Linked DNA regions of Zea mays: all the other regions are linked to region 1. The links are chromatin contacts, called in public Hi-C maps. All regions are on one chromosome and are shown on one strand. The core of a region is the stretch at or near the end of the contact, and the rest is flanking DNA. Distances in the headings are between cores, read along the strand shown.

Region 1 (4,544 bases), core at 733-3,232:
AGATTTTATCGAAAGTTTGCAAAATCAATGCAAGTGGTGAAATGTAGTCCAAAATTTTAAATATGTCAAAAACACTCATATTCTCTTAGAACTGCTTTCATTTCAGTAACTTATGAACACTTGACACAAGTGAAAACTAGTTACAATTCTACTTCATATTTGCTTTGCTTTGTGTTGGCATTAATCACCAAAAGGGGGAGATTGAAAGGGAAATGGACTTAACCATTTTCTCTAATTGATTTTTGTGCTTGATGACTATCACAACCTTATGGACTAATTAGGGTGTGTTTATTTCTCTCATAGATTAAATAAGTTGGATTATGGTGGAAGGGTAGGAGAGTAAAATATCACTTTGGAACCACAAATAAGGTGAAATAAGCTAACATTGTGTAGCTTAATTCAGCTTATTTGTGATCTCAAAATGGTATTTTACCCTCCTACTCTTTCACCATAATCCAACTTATATAATCTAGAAGGGAAACAAATATGGCCTTAGTTTACCTAGTCTTTGATTCATAGGTCCAAAAGTTCAGATTCTAAGTCAGAAACAACTCCATACCAAGAAAAGGGGTAAAACTTGGAAGAGATGAACTATGTATAGTTCTACACCTTGGATAAGTTCTAAATACTTCTAGGAACCCAATTAACACACCTAAGGAGGTTGGATAGCTTAGATTCAACAATTCATTCATTTGGAGCTAAGTTCGAGCAAAATAAAAATATAAGTTGGAGAGCATAAAAATTCCCAGATCTATGACTTAGACTAGTTCGAAAGTCACTACATATGTTTGTCTAAGTCATAGGAACATCCTCAAGGCTAGTCAAAAAAGGCTTGAAAAAGTTTTGGAGAAAAAAGAGAAAATTAGGTTGCTGGCTGAGGCACTGGACCACCAGACCGTCCAGGCAGAGGACCAACACTTAGCCATTTTCCAACCGGTGCACTGGACTAGTCTGGTGGCTATCCGGACCGTCTATGTAGAGAGCATGTAAAACTGGCGTCCGAGGCAGATGGACTTTGGCGCTGAAGGGAAGGAGAGGGTGGAGAGTGGAAGGGACACCGGTCGCCGCGCCAGCTGCTGGCGCCCGAGGAGGGAGGCCGAGTGGCGGCGCGACGCTGGCGTCCTAGGAGGAGGAAGGCCCGCGTGGCGCCGAGCGGGTGGATGGGCTGACCCGGCTTTGATTCCGGCTAGGGTTGGAGAGTTTGAGATTTCTATAAGGCTTGTTCGTTTTGGTGATAATCCACATGTATTGGGTAGGATTGAGCCGGTTTAAATCCATAACAAGTCAAAATCCACCACAATCCCACCCAATACACTCCAATACACATGTAATATCAATAACCGAACAAGGCCTAAGGTGGTATCCGATTCCAATGTATCTAATTTCAATAGAACCCGTACCAAACACATGTAACAGTACCAGATAAAAAAAATTGATACTATTACATTACGCCGACCAAACACGTCGTAGATTGTTTCAGGCGCAGGCTGCGCGCTCAACACTTGGCGTGCAAAGACCCAAGGCATCTGGGCCTGTCGCAGATTGGCAAACGGCTTGCCGATAGCGTGCGTCTACCAATTCATCTTTTCTCGCTCCTCCACGTAACCCCTACCTCTTCTCACCGGGTCCCACGCGGCGTTACCAAAAAGCCCCAGACGTATGGCATGGGGGCGCATGGCCTTCTCCACGCAGACCAGCGCCTACTGACACCTGGGGCGCATGGCCTGTCTTCCGGATCCCGTCTCTTGGTTTCACGAGCGCCGCGCGCACCAGGGGGTTTCCTCGAGCCCCGAGATCGAAAGCCACCCATCGCGAGCGCCACGCGACGGCGCGTCGGATGATCCACGCCGTCCACGTCCAGGCCCGCGGGATCCACGTCCGGATACATCGCCCGCCCGCGCTGTCGCGCATCCGGGCCAGACAAACACCGATCCGACGGCCGTTCGCCGCGTATTAAAACCGGTCTCACCCCCGACGCCCTCGCTTCTTTCGCCCTCCTGCCTTCCGCTTGTAGTTGTAGTAGTGGGGGGAGAGTGGGAGAACCGGAGAAGAGATGAACAGTAGTGAGGCTAGCACGCAAGACCGTGTTGCGCCCGCGCTCGAGGCTACGGAGAAGATACTGGCCGCCGTGGCGCGGCTGCCGGGACGTCGGATGCTGGAGCTAAGGCGGCTGGGACGCGCTGCGCCCTCCGCGGGTGCGGAGACCGAGGCGGCGAAGCGGGGCCGCTCTGTGTCGGACGACACCTCCGCGGGCTCGTCCCGCGAGTCGTCTGCGAAGGTGGCGCCCGAGCCCGAGCCGCAGGGTGGTGGGGCTCCTGCGGTGGCACCGGGGTGGCCCAGGCCCGTGTCGCACGGCGCGATGTCGGTGATCGGGCGGCGCCGGGAGATGGAGGACGCGGTCGCCGTCGCCGCGCCGTTCCCGGCGGGGGTGGAGTTCTTCGCGGTGTACGACGGGCACGGCGGGTCGCGGGTGGCGGACGCGTGCCGGGAGCGGCTGCACGTGGTGCTCGCGGAGGAGGTGGCGGCGCGTCTGCACCTTGTTAGGAACGGCGGCGAGGACGAGGAGGGGGACGGGGCGCGCTGGAGGGAGGCCATGGAGGCCTGCTTCGCGCGCGTGGACGGCGAGGTGGCCGTCGTGGAGAGCGAGTCGAACAACGTCGGCCACGCGGTGACGGTGGGCTCCACCGCCGTCGTGGTGGTCGTGGGGCCCCGCCACATCGTGGTCGCCAACTGCGGCGACTCCCGCGCCGTGCTGTCCCGCGGCGGTGTCCCCGTGCCGCTTTCCTCCGACCACAAGGTACGTACTAACAAGTGCCCAGCACCCCGCGCACGGCACGCACTACCCTCTCCCGACCTGCCAAGTGCCCGCCCCCCCCCCCCCCAGGCCCCAGATCCGCATTGATTTAGAACCGCTCGCGATACGGCTGCCGTGCGCGCACGCGTCCAAGTCGCCGTCATGACGCCATTGCCTGCCGTGCCGTGGCCCGAGATGTTTCCTACGGCCGGGATCAAGGGTATTTTTGGTTCCCTGCCTAACTTGCCACAGTTTGCCTAACTTTTCTGCCTAAGGTTAGTTATTCAATTTGAACGACTAACCTTAGGCAAAGTGTGGCGTAGTTAGCCACGAACCAAACAGTCCCAAAGGTGTCGCGCGCAGGCCGGAAAAGGGCAGGCCCCCAAGGACTCTGCGCCGGCACCGCGCCAACAAACCCTGGCTTTGGCGTGCGGACGACCGGCCGGACGTGCCGTCGTGTCGAAGCGGCACCGCTCGTCTCGACCCGTCGTCGACCCCTGTGCCGCAGGTTTCGTTACGTTTCGTTTCATCGCACCCTTTTGTTCTCGCTTTCGGCAAGGGTAGCCGCACTGTGCCAAACCGGAAGGTCATCATAGCTCGTGGCCGGGTGTATCTAATCTAGGTGACCGATGGCGTGAGAAAACACTAGTCCCCGAGGACTCCACACCACCTGTCCAAGTTTTTTATTTTATTTTATTTTATTTCAGGCCAAGCGGGGGCAGGCTGGTCTACACCTGGCCGGGGCCAAGGCAAATGGTTCCCCGCGGCCGCGACGAGCGTGTTCGGTCGCGGTTACCCAATTGGCTCGATGCAAAGGTTGTTTGGTTGGATCAAGGTCGGCTAGTTCTGATAGCGTGATTCGCTGCGCCTCTATACATGCTGCCTAATAGTAATACTATCTTTCATTGGGCTCCTTCTTGCACTGGGAAGGAACCCCAAGGTCGTTCTCTGTGTACAGTGTACTAAACCGGGAGGAAACTGCTTGCTTCCAGCTCATGCAATGTTGAATTTCGTTACGACATTCAAATGGTTTTTTTGTAGGAGCTCATGCAATGTTGAATTTCTCTTCTCTCTCTCTCTCTTTCATCTTTCTCTTCCTTCCACGTTGGATAAAATCATACGTGGCACCTCTTAGGCCACCACCAGCTTTACCTATGAACAAACAGTGCAGTCTGCCATGCAAAACAATGTTATACATGTATAATCTGCTTGCCACAACCTTTATGTATTGCTGATCTTATGGTTTTGAAAGTGCAGTGTGTTTTCTCCTGGTTAAACGTGGAAGCTCTGCGGGCACTGGGGGGGGGGGGTTGAAATTAATCTGTTTTATTTAGATTGATTTACATTGCTAGCATGTAGGGGCTTGGAGAATGCATTGACTCTGGAGTGATTAAGTGAGGTTAACTCTGTTTTGTTCTCTGGTAATTTTCCTGGTGCACTTGATATGACTTGATCTACCTGCAACTAGAACATATTCCATTTCTTGACCTTATTTATGTGCCACGCTTCGATGCCCACCGCAACAACTCACAATATGATCTTTCTATGATACCATATTTAAACAAAAAAAAAACAGTGCTGTTCTACTCTGTCCATCATTCTGAACTGCAAGTTGTCTGTACGCTGGAGAATACACGAAACAGCAGCCTCTAAAGGTCTGGAACACGAAACAGCATTTTGTTTCTGATTCAGTGCAGTGTTGGATTAGTCCGTTGGGGGTTCACTTCGAGATTTCCTTTCCTTCTACTGT
Region 2 (4,416 bases), core at 496-2,995, 170 kb after region 1:
ACCGGGACCGTTTTCGACGTTGCCGTCCTCCCCGGAGATCTCCTCGAGCGAGCGGCCCATGGTCTCCGGGACGAGGAAGGTGAAGAAGAAGCCGAGGATGTTGGTGACGGAGAGGATGATGAGCGCCTTCTTGATGTGGCCCACGTCTCCCTTGAGCGTGAGGCTCTGCACCCCGAAGGCCGCGACGATGGCGCCGGCCTTGCCTGACGCGGCGCTGATGGCGTGGCAGGTGGAGCGCACGCGCGTCGGGAATAGCTCGGCCGGCAGCACGAAGGTGGTGCTGTTGGGGCCGAAGTTGGCGAAGAAGAAGGTGAGCGCGTAGAAGAGGGCGAAGAGCGTGGTGTGTTTGTTCTTGAGGTCGTTGTACATGACGCCCATCAGTAGCATGAAGACAGACATCATGAAGAAACCGATGAGCTGGATCAGGTACCTGCATGCATTAAAGTAGTTCCATGCATATATAGCCCCCAATATATATATATATATAATATAAAAGCGGACGCGGACCGGAGCTCGTAAGTACCTGCCCATTTTGTCGATGAGCGCGACGGTGACCCAGTAGCCGGGGAAGGTGCCGAGGAGTGCGACGAGGAACATGGCCTTGGAAATCTCGAACACCTCCTTGAGGGCGTTTATGTCGTCGACGGGGCTCGTCAGTTTGATCGCCGGGAAGATGTCTTTCTGGGTCAGGTTCTGGCTGTAGAAGGCTATGTCGAGAAGGAACCACGTGGTGGCCGTGCCGATGAGGTGCAGGCCGTGGCGCCGGGCGAACTCCCTCGACAGCAGCGGGTAGTCGTTCGCCGCCTTGTACCTCGCGAGCTTGTCCTGCTCGGCCTGGATCTCGACGTCCATCACCTTCTGCATGTCGTTGGCCGCCTGCTTGGCGTTGCCCTCGATGAGCGCGGTGTACCTTGCCGTCTCGGGCATCTTCATCCGCCAGTAGAACGTGGCCAGCGCCGGGAACGCGCCGATCATCAGGACGATGCGCCACATGTAGTCCGCCGCCGGCATCTGGTCCTGCCACGACCGGTCGTGGTTCTCCTTCCACGCCGGCGCCGGGTGGTAGTGCAGGAGGATGCCCGAGACGATCATGGACACGAGCCCCGCGAAGATGATGCCGACGCCCTGCATCGCGAACACCGCGGCGATGAACGCGCCCCGCGTCTTCTTGTTGGAGTACTCGGACATGATGGTCGCGGACAGCGGGTAGTCCCCGCCGATGCCGAAGCCGAGCCAGAAGCGGAAGAAGCAGAGCGTGCCGATGACGGCGTGCGCCGAGCTGCCGAACGAGAGGCCCGAGCCGATGGCGCAGGCTGCCATGAGCACGAGCGTGATGCCGTACACGCGCTTCCGCCCGAGCTTGTCGCCGAAGTAGCCGAAGACGAGCTGGCCCATGAGCGTGCCGACGAGCGCGACGCCTGTCACCATGTTGTTGACGGACACGGGCAGAGTGCCGGGCTTGGGCTTGTCTATGTACAGGTTGTCGTCCGGGTAGTAGATGCGGCCGAGCAGCTTGGACACGGTGGAGATGCAGAAGAGGTCGTAGGCGTCGGTGAAGAAGCCCATGCCGGCGATGACTATGGCCTTCATGTGGTACATCTGGGTGCGCGCCGAGTCCAGCGCGTCCAGCACCGCCAGGTTCGACCCGCCCGGCGCCGCCATCTCGCCGCGCCCAGTCACGCAAGCGCGCCGGCAATGTAAGGCAGGTGTCCGCGTGGCGTGGCTGCCTGTGCAAACCTGATCCCGTGCTCTGATGTTTGGCTGCTTGCTCGCTGGGGCTCTTTATAGCCGGCGTACGAACCGGGAGCCCATCACAAGGTCGATGAACGAGAGGGGCGTCTACAACGAGGCCAAGGCCGTCATCATTGGCTCCCCGTCTCGTGCTGATTGGCAGCATATTCCGCTTGATCACTAGGCAGGCACTCTTCGTCTCCACAGATCGACGCGGCTGTGATGGAACGAGGAGTGGATATGGACGGACATAGACGTGTGATTTTGTCTCTTGAGCGATTTGCCGTAGCGTTTGTCCATAGCGGGGACGCGCGTAGTCAACTAGGGAGCATTGGTGTCATTTTGCCTAGGATATTCGACAGCGAGTCTGCCGATTCACCAAGGGCGCCGCCGCTGGCCTTGCGCGCACGCGGGAGCCGCGGCCGCATCTGCTACTCCCCCGTTGTGCTTTGTCCAGTTGTCCCCTGCACGCCCAAATGTCGGTTATTAACGTTTCTCGTGGCTTTAATCTGTATCGATTTCTACATTGTTTTATCTCTATAGATTACTGCTACAGCAGTCTAAACAACTGTCTTTAATCCAAAATAAACAGTTGGTTGTTGATGAAATGTTCAGATCAAATTTGTGCTTTTGTACATAAGAGATGTCATGCACATAGCATACATTCGTTTGATATGATTTATTACGAATTTAGTCATTTACGTATTTAGTTTACTCCATAAATACTCAATAAGTCTCTGGCCCTATTCATTACTCAAAATAGCAGACCTCAGTCGGTGCAGATAGATGTTCACATCCGTTCTTCGTGCATTCACCAACAAGAAGAGTAAGAAAGCAGTTGAGAGTTTGATTTTAATCCCCGAAGGTATTAAAAATCAAGGCAACATGATTAGATCGAGCTTCATCTTCATCCTATTGCCCCATCATTCTCAAGAAGGTGGAATGAAAGGATGAAGATGAAGGTTTAAACAAACACACGAGACATCAGAAAATAAGAAAGGGTAACACATAATATGGATTAAATATAAAGACACAAGATTCAAATGTAAGGAACGACATTCTATTATATTCCCTGTCTTTTTATTAAACAGAGGTTTACAAGTACCTTGGTCTTCGTAAAATTACAATGAGAGGGTAGATAGAATACAACTTCGTATAGAGTCTCGAGTCCTATGGGGGACGGATATCCCCCAGGTCCACCAGAAGGATAAAAGACCTCACGAAAGGCCCATGGGCCCAATAATCCGTGGGGTCATCCCTTCGTGGGCCTGGGGAAGAGCGCCTAGTGAAGTGGATCGGCACAAGATCGGATCGACGCAAGCCAGACGACCCGATGAATTCGAGCAGTGATGACAACAGTGACCCGACCTTCCCGCGCGGGAGCCTCGTACATCGGAGCCGAGCGAGGATGAGTCGGCTGAATTATAGAAAGATAAACTCAGTCAGTTCACTATTACTTAGACACACGTTGGTATCATATCCACATGTAATGCCCTACGGTCGAGTATATAAGGCCTAGGGGGCACCCCTTCAAAGACATCGACCTCATTACTTAGCCATCCACCCGGCTCTCTACGTTTCCAATACTAGAGAACCTCCTTGTAACCCACCACATAAAGTACTCACGCCAGGACATAGAGTGTTACGCATCTCAAAGCGGTCTGAACCTGTACACAACTGTCCACTGTCTCTCGTGCATCTAGCACGAACCATCGAGCTACAGTCGGTAACGCCGTCCTACTCCAAAAAGCACCTTGAGGGGCAACCCCGGGTGCGCGGTTGAAAGTCGCCTAGAGGGGGGGTGAATAGGGCGAATCTGAAATTTATAAACTTAAGCACAACTACAAGCCGGGGTTAGCGTTAGAAGTATAAACGAGTCCGAGAGAGAGGGCGGAAAAACAAATCGCGGGCAAATGAAGAGTGAGACACGATGATTTGTTTTACCGAGGTTCAGTTCTTGCAAACCTACTCCCCGTTGAGGTGGTCACAAAGACCGGGTCTCTTTCAACCCTTTCCCTCTCTCAAACGGTCACTTAGACCGAGTGAGCTTCTCTTCTCAATCAAACGGGACACAAAGTCCCCACAAGGACCACCACACAATTGGTGTCTCTTGTCTCGGTTACAATTGAGTTTGATCTCAAGAATGAAGAAAGAAAAGAAGCAATCCAAGCGCAAGAGCTCAAAAGAACACAAATGTCACTCTCTCTAGTCACTATTTGATTTGGAGAGATTCCGGACTTGGGAGAGGATTTGATCTCTTTGGTTGTGTCTAGAATTGAATGCTATAGCTCTTGTAATGTGTTGAAGGTGGAAAACTTGGATGCTATTGAATGTGAGGCGGTTGGGGTATTTATAGCCCCAGCCACCAAAAGTGGTCGTTGGAAGGCTGCTGTCGCATGGCGCACCGGACAGTCCGGTGCGCCACCGGACATTGTCCGGTGCGCCAGCCACGTCAGCAGGCCGTTGGGATCTGACCGTTGGAGCTCTGATTGGTGGAGCCTCTGGGCTGTCCGGTGGCGCACCGGACAGGTCCTGTAGACTGTTCGGTGCGCCGTCTGTCGCTGCTCTGACTCTGGCGCGCACTGTAGCGCATTGAATGTGTTTGCAGTCGACCGTTGGGCGCGAAGTAGTCGTTGCTCCGCTGGCACACTGGACAGTCCGGTGTGCACCGGACAGTCCGGTGAA
Region 3 (4,100 bases), core at 963-3,462, 210 kb after region 1:
TGCAGCCCCAGGAGCCCCCAGCAATGGGAATTGGGAATGCGCCCATGCTCGTTGCCAAATCAAGGCCGTCGTGCCTGTAGTGTACTAGTAGTAGAGGAGCAGAGTGGTATACCACGTGGGACGGTACAAGTACACCAGCATCAATTGTAGACTGTGCTAAAAAAAAAGCCATTCACGTATCGATACACTAGTTCGTAGACTCCAGCGCACATCAAAACTCTACGTGCTCATCGGCATTCGGCAGCATATTACATTTCTCATCGACTCGAAGATAGTAACACGAACAGCGTGGGAAAGGCGTACAAGTACACAGTGCACGTAGGCACGAGACACAACACACTCTCGACGACGGACCAACGGCGCCGTTCCCGGTTCCGGCGTTCACCGTCCGCCTGTTTTCAGAAAATCGCGGGAAGCCGGTTTAGCGGGAAGAGGTCGCGCAGGTCCTGGAAGTAGTCGTTCTCCTGCACCGGCGACGCGGCCCAGCTGGGCGCGTCGTCAGACGAGGCGGGCTCGGCGACGGCGGCGGCGGCATTCCACGACGCCTCCGGCGACGACGGCTCGGCGTAGAGGAACCCCGCGTCGGGCTCGAAGTCCCAGAAGCCGCTGGTGGCGTAGACGGGCGCGTCCTCGAACGGCACGAACTCGCCCAGCTCCTCCTCCTCGAGGACGGCCAGGCTGCGGCGCTGGGCGGCCGGCGCGTCCGAGTCGTCCTCGGCGAGGGAGGACAGGGAGGGGACCTTGCGGAGCACGGACGTCGGCGACGACTCCGCGCCGGACTCGTAGCCCGCCGCCGGTGTCGTCGCCGGGTCCTGCCCGGCCCCGGCCCCGGAGCCGGAGCCGCAGTTAGTGGCGGCGGACGCGGAGAAGTTGGTGGTGGCGTTGGCCCCGCGGAGCTGGACGGCGGCGGCGTCGTAGACGCGTGCGGCCTCCTCCGCGGTGTCGAAGGTGCCGAGCCAGACGCGCACGCCGCGCCACGGGTCGCGGATCTCCGCCGCGAACTTGCCCCACGGCCGCCTCCGCACGCCGCGGAACTTGGTGCTCGCCGCGCCACCGGCGCCCTTGGCCAGCCGTCTCCGCGCCCCGCTGCACACGCCGGGACCAGCGACGCCGGCCTTCCTCCCGCGGTCGCCGTCCCCGGGGTTGCACTGATCCGGCACGGGAAGAGCCGCCGGTGCTGGTGCTGGTGCTGGTGCCAGCTCCCTCACCATTCTGCCGACCCTCCGGGCTCCGCAGCCCTCGTCGTCGCCGGAGGAATCGGTCAGGTCAGGATCGTCCCAGAAGATCCGCACCGTGCGCGAGCGCGACATGGCACGAACGAAGTACAGCAAAGATGGCGGCCGGGAGTTACACTAGACTAGACCCAAGCTAGCTAGCTAATAACCGAAGCGCACAGGCAAGGAGAGACAGACGAGCAAGTACCTCCCTGGCGTTGAGATGACACGAGAACCCCAACCAAACCAGGCCCTGCATGCAGGCTGCTACCCTGACCCCAGCAGGAAAAGAAGCTGCAGGGGGGGCGCGCGATCGGAACGGACGGCCGGGTGGATTTCCCTCCTGCCTGGCTCCTGCACTGCGGATCGGCAGGGGAATAAAGAGCAAAGAAAGGGTCGGGAAGGGAGGGAGGCGAGGCGATGCGAGCAGGAAGGCAGACCGGGGCGCAGGGGATCGGAGGAAGAAAGGGGGAGGAGGGAATGGCCGCAGTAAAGACGACGGGCTCTTTAAAAAGAGCAGCGGAAATGCAGCAGCAGCTACGAGTAGCTGAAAGCAGAGAGAGGCAGCAGCAGTCAGGCCGCGCGCCCGTCCTGTTGTCCCCTGCCGAGTTCGTAGTACTACGGACGCAGGCGCTGCTGCCGCGGCCCCGACGGGGACGCTGTAGCTATAACGGTTTTCGAGCTCCGTGAGCGACACTCCGGGCTCCTCGGCGAGAGGGAGCGGGGAGCTAGCTTCGGAAGGTCCTGGAGCAGGAGCACCGACGATAATAAAGAAAAAGGCTCGAAGAACAAGGCCGGAGACGAAGGAAGGGAGGTGGCAGCGGCGGTGTGGCGTGGCGTGGCGTGGAGAAAGCCGAGGAGGAGACCCTGTGAGAGCAGAGCTGGGAAACGGCGGCGGTGCGGTGGCGACGTGAGGTGGAGGGGGAGGAGTGGTGCGGAGGATGGAGGTGATGGGATGGGAGTTTCTGGGGGTTTGGCGAGGTTTTTTGGGGGGAGTGGAGTGGACAAGGCGAGTAGTGTCCAGTGTCCACCCGTCTTTCTTATAGGAATCCCCGACCCGACAGGCTCGGTTGCGACCCACGCTCGATTCCGCGGTGGTGACAGACAGGCCGCGCGCGCTAGTTTAACCAGGTCCGGCTCTGGCAAGAACCGTAATTAAGTTGTGCCGGTTAACCGGCCCCCTTCCTCCAGCCGCATTCACTCCCGCTGCGTGGGTTGGGTTTACTAATCACCCCGAGGCGTACGGCGTAGTGGCGTGCCATACCGCTACTCGGCCCCGGCTCCGGCGCAGACGATGAGGGAGTATGATTTAGGGTCTGTATATAACAGTTACACCGCTGAAATAGTAAATCTAGATCTTCGTGGAGATAGACAGAAAGAGAGTAACGGTAAGAACGGGAGAGGGAAAACGTCATAAGACTAGGAAAATATCAAAAAAAAAATTAAAAACGGTATCATATGTATCCCAGCTTCAACGGTGGTTAATTTTTATCAAGCTTAAATTTGTTGAGTAGCTATTAAAGAGCTTCACCGAGACGATGTATCTAAACCTCTAATTTATCAGGTCGTTAAATCTGAATTTCATGAACCTAACTGTCTACTTATAAAGTAGAGATATTTTTGGTAAATTTGAATCTGGATGAACCATCCCCTAAGTAGGTAGGTAGGTAGCTGTAAACTCCCACGAGCCTGCACTGCACTGCTCTGCACCTGTGCAGCCTTGTTTGGCTGGCACGGTGGCCGCTGGCGCGCGGGGCGCAGGGCGTGCAGCGCAAGTGGGAAAGCTGGCCACGGACGCGGACGCCCCGCGGGCCGTGGGGACGGGGCATGCGCGCCACTGCTCTGCGCGCGGTGGAGTCGCCGGCCGCCTGGCCTGCGCTTTGACTCGGCGGTACGTACCGTCTGTGACCTGAACATCGCGCTGTGTCCTCCTCCTCCTTCGCCAGTTCTTTTTCAAAATGGAAACAAAGTACTTACTGTCCTAACAGTGGGAAATTATGCACGGCGCTGCTGCTCGCTCGCTCGGTCGGTCGATATTTTTGGGAGTGATGCAGCGTCCGTCCCTTCGCTACAGTGATGCAGCGCGCGTCTTGAGCCCGAACAGCAGACCGCGCCGCGTCCACCCGTGGCGATATTTTCGGGCGCGGTACCGGTACGGAGCCACGGTGTGGCCCCGCGGCCGCGTGGTCCTGCTACTCATCCCTGAGCCCCGGGGCCCAGCGGGCAGCCTCCCTCGGCAGGCCGGGGCCGGGCCCGTCCGGGTCAGGTGGCGGGGGAGCCAGTCGCGGCGCGACGCGTTGTCACGGGGGGCTCGGCGCCGGCGGCCATCGGGACGCGGGCGATGCGAGGTGAGGCCGGCACGTGATGGCGGTCGGCCTCGGCCGCCCGCCCGTGGGCCGAGACGGCCAGACGCGAAAGGAAAATGGCCGGTCAAATCGTCGAGCGGAGCACCGGCGGGCGGCGGCGTCAGAGGCCCCCCTTCTGCACCGGACCCAATTTTAATCTTAACGAACCCATCACTCCCGGTGTTACAGTTGTACACGCCGCGCTTAAGTACTACTACTACTCACTCGCGAAGGAACTTAGCTTAAGTAATGAACAGGGACGACGATGGCGTAGGACATTCATGTCGAACCGGACCGCGTAGTGCGAGATATGGCTAAAGACAGTCCCTGATGTCTGTGTTCTCTGCTGTGCAGAGCTAGCGCTTCTATCAAATGCTCCTTTACGTCAGTTTTTTTCTTGAATTCAAATTAAAGTTTTGCATTACTGACTCACATCCTCTACCGCCGCTCCGATTCTCGCTATGGCAACAACAAAAAAAACTAAAAACACACAGCTTTCAACTATACTCTGGTCGATGAATGCAAGTATTCAGATCAGACA

What was found. A called contact is a pair of places that touch in the nucleus more often than the background predicts.
Region 2: a Hi-C map of leaf shows a contact between it and region 1, with 7 times the contacts expected there. The contact joins the promoter of pht6 here to the promoter of LOC100285223 in region 1. A contact is called at or near these places in 2 of 25 Hi-C or Micro-C datasets (ear and leaf).
Region 3: a contact with region 1 is called in a Hi-C map of ear, with 2.3 times the contacts expected there. The contact joins the promoter of LOC100193610 here to the promoter of LOC100285223 in region 1. A contact is called at or near these places in 5 of 25 Hi-C or Micro-C datasets (bundle sheath, ear, leaf and 2 more).

The regions. Positions count from the first base shown.
Region 1 is chr8:151,775,921-151,780,464 of Zm-B73-REFERENCE-NAM-5.0, forward strand. It overlaps LOC100285223 (protein phosphatase 2C ABI1), which reads left to right and starts at 1,983. Exons shown (of 3, transcript NM_001370708.1): 1 at 1,983-2,797. The coding sequence starts at 2,054.
Region 2 is chr8:151,947,237-151,951,652 of Zm-B73-REFERENCE-NAM-5.0, forward strand. It overlaps pht6 (phosphate transporter protein6), which reads right to left and starts at 1,746. Exons shown (of 2, transcript NM_001112306.1): 1 at 524-1,746; 2 at 1-430. The coding sequence starts at 1,662.
Region 3 is chr8:151,990,010-151,994,109 of Zm-B73-REFERENCE-NAM-5.0, forward strand. It overlaps LOC100193610, which reads right to left and starts at 2,213. Exons shown (of 1, transcript NM_001138712.1): 1 at 239-2,213. The coding sequence starts at 1,310. The coding sequence ends at 399.